2 separate regions of the Gossypium hirsutum genome follow, and region 2 is linked to region 1. A link is a contact called in public Hi-C data. All regions are on one chromosome and are shown on one strand. The core of a region is the stretch at or near the end of the contact, and the rest is flanking DNA. Distances in the headings are between cores, read along the strand shown. Region 1 holds the start of LOC107930453 (60S acidic ribosomal protein P1). Region 2 has its middle 12 kb from the start of LOC107930459.

Region 1 (3,663 bases), core at 835-3,334:
CAAAACCTAAAAACACCATATATTGCTAAGCAGCATTGGTTAATACCCAAGAACAACTTCAATGCCTATAAAAGACACTATACCACCAGCTAACATCAATCGACCCATTAATGGTGAACCAGTTCAGCCAAATGTTAATGATCTACACATTGTTCTTAGAAAAAGGAACCAAAACCTACACAAAACATCCACTATACCTTTTAATGACCTACCAAAACTAATTTGCAAGCAATAAAAACTTTCTTGGCAATCTCCACCCACTTCCCATAACCAATAAATTTAGGCAAGATTAATAGCCAAAGGATCTTGGAAAGATACATCTCAAAGCTGTATAAAAAGTTTACAGTATTTATAGGATAATCTTGGAAGAAGAATCTTGTTCAAGAAAAGAGGAAGCATGACTCTAAAAGCTTTATACTGATGTAAACTATGATAGAACATTAGTTGACAGGAGGTTAACTTTATTGTACATTCATAGGTGACAATCTAATGGCAAGGTCAAGTGTGGAGCCAAAATTCAGGTCAATGGCACTTAGAATATGCGAATTACTTCGATTGAAAATAATTCTTAATGATTTTAAAGATAAAATGGCAACGTTCAATGCAATTGTATTGTGACAACACAAATCAACAACCAACATTGTAATGACCTAGTGCAACATGATAAAACCATGCATGTTTAAGTAAATAGCCATTTCATCAAGAAGGAACTCAACAGTGAACTTTTTCAGACCCTATCTGTTTCAACAAAAGATAAAGTAGCAATGTGTTTCAAGACATTATCAACAAGCTTGGAAAAAATTGTATCCATAAGAGGCTGGATCAATTCTCTAAAGTAATGACACCAATCCATTAGCATAAATAGCCTAAGTTATCTAACACTCATGTTGACATAATCGAGTATGTATACGAAAGTACAATCCTTCAAATATATGAAGTAAGCATAGTCATACTAGACACTTATATCCAATACTCGGCTATTGATCAAAACAACAAACTAAACACAAAATCATGCATTACAATGGAATTAACCAAAAATCAATTCATCGCACATAACAATTGGCAAAAATTGGTCTAGAAGACTTTTATATATAGAAGATTCAAGCATACAACTCAAAAAGAAAGTTTTTACTCAAAAGCAGACAAATACTAATAATACCAAGAAACCTCAACAACTACTGTCACAGATTTAATGCATTAAAACAGCAATCAACCAAATCAAGCACTGAAAGGAACTTCTAATCAAACAAACTGAATCCCATATCGTCATCACTCTCTTCCTCTGGTTCTTCCTGCAAAATTACCCAAAAAAATAGTATAAGAGAACAAATGGCAACAAAAGAAATTCATCAATTTATCATTTGTAGTTTTCAGTCCAAACCTTCTTCTTTTCCTCAGCAGGAGGTGGAGCAGCGGCACCACCACCACCACCAGCAGCAACAGGTGCAGCTGCGGCAACTGGAGCACCAGCACCACCAGCACCAACATTGGTTATAAGATCCTCAATGTTGCACTTTTCGAAAAGCTTTGCAAACAAGCTTGGCCAATAAGATTCAACCGAGACATTTGCAGCTTTAACAATTGTTGCAATTTTCTCAGCCTATTAACAAAGTTAAAGAAAACTAACAAAAACCCATCTTCCCCGAAACTACGGCTAATTCATTCAATAACAAATAATCAAAATCACCAGATTTACCCCCTCTTTCTTTGTTCATTACAAAAAGCATAAAGGATACGGTGATGGGAATGCCATCATCATAGAGAATTAAAGCAGCGTAAGAACAAGCAGCTTCGCCAGCCGTAGACATCGTTTCAAACTGTTAACATTAAAATAAATACATAAAAGAGACTAAAACACAATCCATATAAAGATTAATATTAACATCGATACAATGGCAGATTGTTACCTGAGAGAAAAATCTGAGAAATAGGCAAAATCTGAGCAGCCGCTCTTCAAAGTTCTGAACAGACTGTTGCTAGGGTTTCATATTCGGCATTGAAAAAAGGATTTTAAAGAAAGAAAATAGAGTGAATTGGGCTTTAACGATTTCCGAGGCCTATATCTGAAATGAGGCCTCCAAACCATTTTTCTTTTTGCAATTAGATTTTTATGGTAAAAAGATCATTTTAGTCCTTCTCAATTTTTAAATTTAGAAAATTAGTCCCACTCAAAAAAAAATTAGAGCAATTTAGTGCCTGAAAATTTTGAAAGTGAGCAATCAAGGATAATTAATTATCACGGGCCGCGGTTCAAAGCCCATGACCAAAGCACAAAGGGTGTCTCATGGAGGTTTACATATTTAATAAGGCTCATTTGACCTACATGAACTGGTCCGATTCAAAAAACAAGAGACGAAGCCATCTACTTGAAGTCTTGGTGGCTCAACGAAGCACTTATGGAAAATTAGAGCTACATTGGTAAATAGGGAAAGTAATCTTGGAAGATTTGTAATCTGTTAATATTTGATTTTGTAATCTTAGGGATTGTGTAAATCCCTTAATTGTAGATATGCTTCGATCTCATTCATTGATATAAAGCTAGTTGTACTGTTGGATTTGAAAGAGCTCAACTATAAATAAAGGATTCCCCTCATTTTTAATTATCTGTTGTATTCTATTCTTTAGTAGTGAATACTAATTAAAAGTATCTACTTAAACACTTGGCGTGCTTTGCTTTTCTGTGGTTATTCTGTTCTTTCGAGCTTTCTTTTGTCTTTGTGTTGCTTCCGCTTTATAATTTAGTGCCTTGGAGAATTTCTAAAAGAATTCTCACTTTGTGAGAGTTAGGCTGACTTATGTGCATTTGAAGCAAAAAAATCGCCTAAGACTTCAAAGATTACAAGACAAAAGGTCTAGCCCTGTGACATAATCACAGTGTTAATATGTTTTGTCAATGGAAAATAATTTTGATTGGTTTAATAACAAATTTAGCCTTCAATGTTTATATATTTTGTTAATTTGGTCTTGATTCTAAAAAAATCAACAAATTTAGTCTAAACAGTTACACATTTACAAAAATATTCAAGGCTAAAATTGTTAAATCATGATCAAATTGATAGAATGTATAAATTATAAAAGCTAAATTTGTTATTATAAATAGTAAATTTTTGTGAATTTGATGAAAAAATTAATGTTGTGACTAATTATCCTTATTTGCTCACTTTTAAAATTAAAAAAAATTAAATTGCTACGATTTTTTAAAGAGACCAATTTGCTTAATATCAAAATTTAGAGAGATTGGAGAAAATTTTTTATTGATTTTTGACATATCAAAAGATTTTTTTCATTATTACTAAAAAATAATAAATATATTGTGAGTGGTTTTCTTATATGCAAATATTTTTTTAAGAGAATAACTTCAATTATTATTTTTAATTATTTTATCTTAGGTTATCCTAAAATTCAAAATCAACTAATAAGAATATGACATGTGGCACGTTGATCATTTTGATATTTTCTTAAGGTAAATTAAGATAAAAATAATAATTTAAAGTGAACTAAATAAAATTAGATGGTAAATTAGAAAAACACATATAATTTAAATATTTTGAACATGTTTGATAAGTAAATAGTAAAATTTTTTTCATGAAAAAAATGTTGAAAATGATATAATTTTTCAACTCTTTTTATTATGTTAACATTATCTTTTAAATAGTTTATATT
Region 2 (3,663 bases), core at 471-2,970, 92 kb before region 1:
GGTTGTTATACTAACTCCCACCATAATTAGGATTTTTGGGTATATGTGATGTCCCTTTGTATTCTAATTAGTCTTTCCATCCAACATTAAGATCAAAGTCAAATTCGTGATGTTGACTTATTGGACTTATTGGACTAACATTCTCAACAGGCTCTAAGTCTGCTAACTCAACAACTAACTCAACTAGTTGGGGGTTCTCACTCTCAATCGACCACCATATTTCCATCATAGTGCACAAGTTATCATCATCTAACAGCTGCATCTCACAAAATTTGAACGGATCTGTAGAGATTAGAAACTTGTAAAATAATTTGGATATCGCCCTTCCACAACGATAGCTATTTTCGCACTGATCTTCTTTTTCATTTTTGCTAGCTTCACATTTTTTTTGAATCGCAAACCTACTCTTTGCCAACCTTGAAATATACAACGAACATTACCTTTTACAATTTCACCATAAAAAAGAACATACACAAAAAACACATCATTATTCATCTTTAATAGATTTTTTGAACTCTCCTACTGAACACAACAATTTCACCATTTTATATATGGTAGAGAAATAGGTGGAGCCATAAAGAATGGCTCCACCAAAATAAAATATTAAATATTAAAATTTTATATTAAAAAATATTAAAAAAAGTACATTATAAAGTGATGGAGCCATTCTAAATGGCTCCACCAAATAAAATATTAATTTTTAAATTTTTAAATTTAGTTTAAAAATTAATAATTTATAAAAATTATATTTAAAATTTTAAAAATATTTAAAATATACATTTAAAATATTATAAAACAAATAATAAATTTGAAAGGTCATATCTTTAAAAATAATATATTTAAAAAAATTAAGAATATTTAAAATATTATAAAACAAATTTAAAATATTTAAAATTTAAAATATTATAAAACTAATAATAAATTTGAAAGGTCATATCTTTAAAATATTTAAATGTTTTATATTATTAAATATATATTTAAAATTTTAAAAAATAATTTTAAATATATATATTTAAATTTTAAAAAAATATATTATAAAACATTTTAAATATACATTTCAATTTTTTTAAAATCAATAATAAAAAATAAATAAAACAAATAAGGACAAATAAAAAACTTTAAAAAAGTAAATAAATATAAACTTAAAAAGAAAGAAAAAAGTAATAAGACAATTCAAAGAATCTGATGTAAAAGGGAAAAAAATAAAAAAAAATTGACCTTAACTATTTAAATAGGAAAATAGGGTGTCAAGAGCTAATTTTTTGAAATCTAATGCTGCTAATTTATTTGGTTCCACCAAAAAAAGGTAAAATTGTTAAAGTTCCCCTTATACTTTTAAAAATCACAGTATTTTTTTTAATATTTATACAGGTGATGCCATTCTAAATAGCTCCATCAAAAAATTAATTTTTTAACGTATATTGTTGATGTGGCATGTTGATGACGCCAAACTTTTAACTCCACTAACTTTTACTGTAGATTTTGGATTATTTTCATATTTTATCAAAAAAAAATTATTTAAGCAATTAATTAACTTTTTTAAGATTATTTTTGTAAAAGAATCCCAACATAGAACATATCCCTAGTGGAAGCAAAACCCTCTTTAGAAATTAAATGAGCTGATTGATTCCCTTCTCTCGGGATGAGCTTGAAAATACACTGCTCAAACCATGTAGGGAGAGCTTTTCCATCCTCGATAATTGCACTGATGCTTGATCTGTCCAGCTGCTTTCCAGAAAGTTTCCTGATAACCGAACAGGAATCTCCTTCGAGTTCGATGTAGGAGAACCGCATGTCAGTCGCGAATCTTAGACCACGAATCGCTGCCCTAGCTTTGGCGTCAAATAGGTCAGGTACGATATCATGCCTAATATTGTAAGACCCCATAACTAAGTCATCATGGTTGCGAATAATTATCCATGAGCTTTAGACCAGGTAACTAACTCCTGACTACTTTGACGAACCCCCTTATGTACTAATTTGTTCCTTGACCACAACATAGCACCCATCACAACTGAGATTAATTGTCGAGTGGCTGCATCATTATACTCAAACATGTAATTCAACAACTCCCAACTTCTTGTTATCTAATGTAGCAGGCTAGTGAATCCCCAACAGAGTCCAAATCACCACAGCAAATAGACACTTCAATATGACATATTGTAGTCTCCCTGCCATTGGCGCATCTAGGACATATGGCATCCTTTTTAATTCTTTTTAACTTTTAACTGTGTAAAGTAGGAACAAACTTATGATACAAAGTTGATGGAAACCTTTAGGCTTGTCAACGAGAACCTGGTTGGAGTGATAGACCAAGCCTGAAGCAAGCAATTTGTACCCACTTCTCACAGAGTAGAAGCTAGAGTAATCAGGCTACCAGACCAGCATATCGAGAACGGGAGCATGGGCAATGGGCACACAGAGAATCTTTCGGACCTCGTCAGCATTACTATTAGGTAGAAACAATTCAGAGACATAAGAGACGCCACTAATTCTGGGAGATTAAATTTTACAGGGACTAGTATCGGATAGCCAGCGATCCTCCCAAATCAAAAGAGAGGTACCATCCCCCACTCTTCACTTTAATCCTGCATTGAACTCCAAATGTTTTTCGACATAAGGATGACTCCCTAACTCGGGCCGAAGGAAATCAATGTGGAAAATACTTAGCCTTCAAAAACCTACCGACTAAAGAGTGGGGGTTGGTGATGAGCCTCCAACCCTGCTTTGCTAATAGAGAAATACTAAATTTCACCAAATCTATGAATCCAAGGCCCCCTTTCTCTTTGGCCACACAAGGCACGACCACGAGCACGAATGTATACTACGTTTTTGTCGAGATTTTTGCCACTAGTACTAGCTAATAATGGATTCCAATTCGTTACAAAGCATTTTCGATAATAAAAAGCAGGGCATAGTATAAGTCGGTAGCGACTGTAAGATAAACTTGATAGAACTTCCTTCTCACCATGCAAGAGCATCCTCGAACTCCAACTATCTACCCACCCTCAAAGTTTTTTTAGACCTTGAAATGCAGCCCTCTTATTCATCCCAACCATCGTAGGGAGCCTTAAATATCGTTCGATATTCAAAGTTCTTAGCACCCCAAACAATTGAACAATCTGGTCACAGCAACTTTCAGCTACATTGGAATTAAAGAAAATTTCGACATCAAAAATCACTTTCTGACCCAAATGCAATTCATACATGTGAATGATAGATTTAATCACTGTCACCCCGTAATCGAAGCCTCTCCAAAAGTAATGTTATCATCTGCAAAAAAATAAATGAGTTAACCCCGACCGTCCTCTACAAATCCGAGTTTCCTTTACAGACCTCTCATCCTTGGCAAGCTTCAACCAGGATGAAAAACCTTCACAACAAATCAGAAACAAATATGGGCTTAAAGGATCACCTTGTCTAAACCCTCTATTTGGCATAATCAACTCAATTCACCTTAGTTAAGACCCAACCGACCAAGCATTTCTTCAAGGAAATGTCACTTATTGTCTGATATTTATCTTCCAGACGCAAAAGCACTCTCAACTGCATCAATGCACTTATCCAAAACTATTTGGAACCGATTCAAAATAACTTTTTAAATAATTTCATACTAGCAAAGATTAATAACATGAAAATGTATCATGTTTTTACGACTTGGCT

The links. Hi-C and Micro-C count contacts between places; a contact is called where the count stands out from the background.
Region 2: a Hi-C map of fibers shows a contact between it and region 1, with 2.0 times the contacts expected there. The contact joins the enhancer-like site here to the promoter of LOC107930453 in region 1. A contact is called at or near these places in 6 of 34 Hi-C or Micro-C datasets (fibers, leaf and seedling).

The regions. Positions count from the first base shown.
Region 1 is chrA08:4,428,761-4,432,423 of Gossypium_hirsutum_v2.1, reverse strand. It overlaps LOC107930453 (60S acidic ribosomal protein P1), which reads right to left and starts at 2,084. Exons shown (of 4, transcript XM_016862126.2): 1 at 1,908-2,084; 2 at 1,737-1,817; 3 at 1,382-1,600; 4 at 1,060-1,292. The coding sequence starts at 1,808. The coding sequence ends at 1,239.
Region 2 is chrA08:4,520,673-4,524,335 of Gossypium_hirsutum_v2.1, reverse strand. No RefSeq gene overlaps it. Among protein-coding and RNA genes, the nearest start is that of LOC107930459, 12 kb to the left of the region's middle. Within about 2 kb of position 1,720, at least 5 of the 9 cell types and tissues checked have an H3K27ac peak or open chromatin away from gene starts, as enhancers often do. A contact at or near this core is called in fibers, where this site is marked.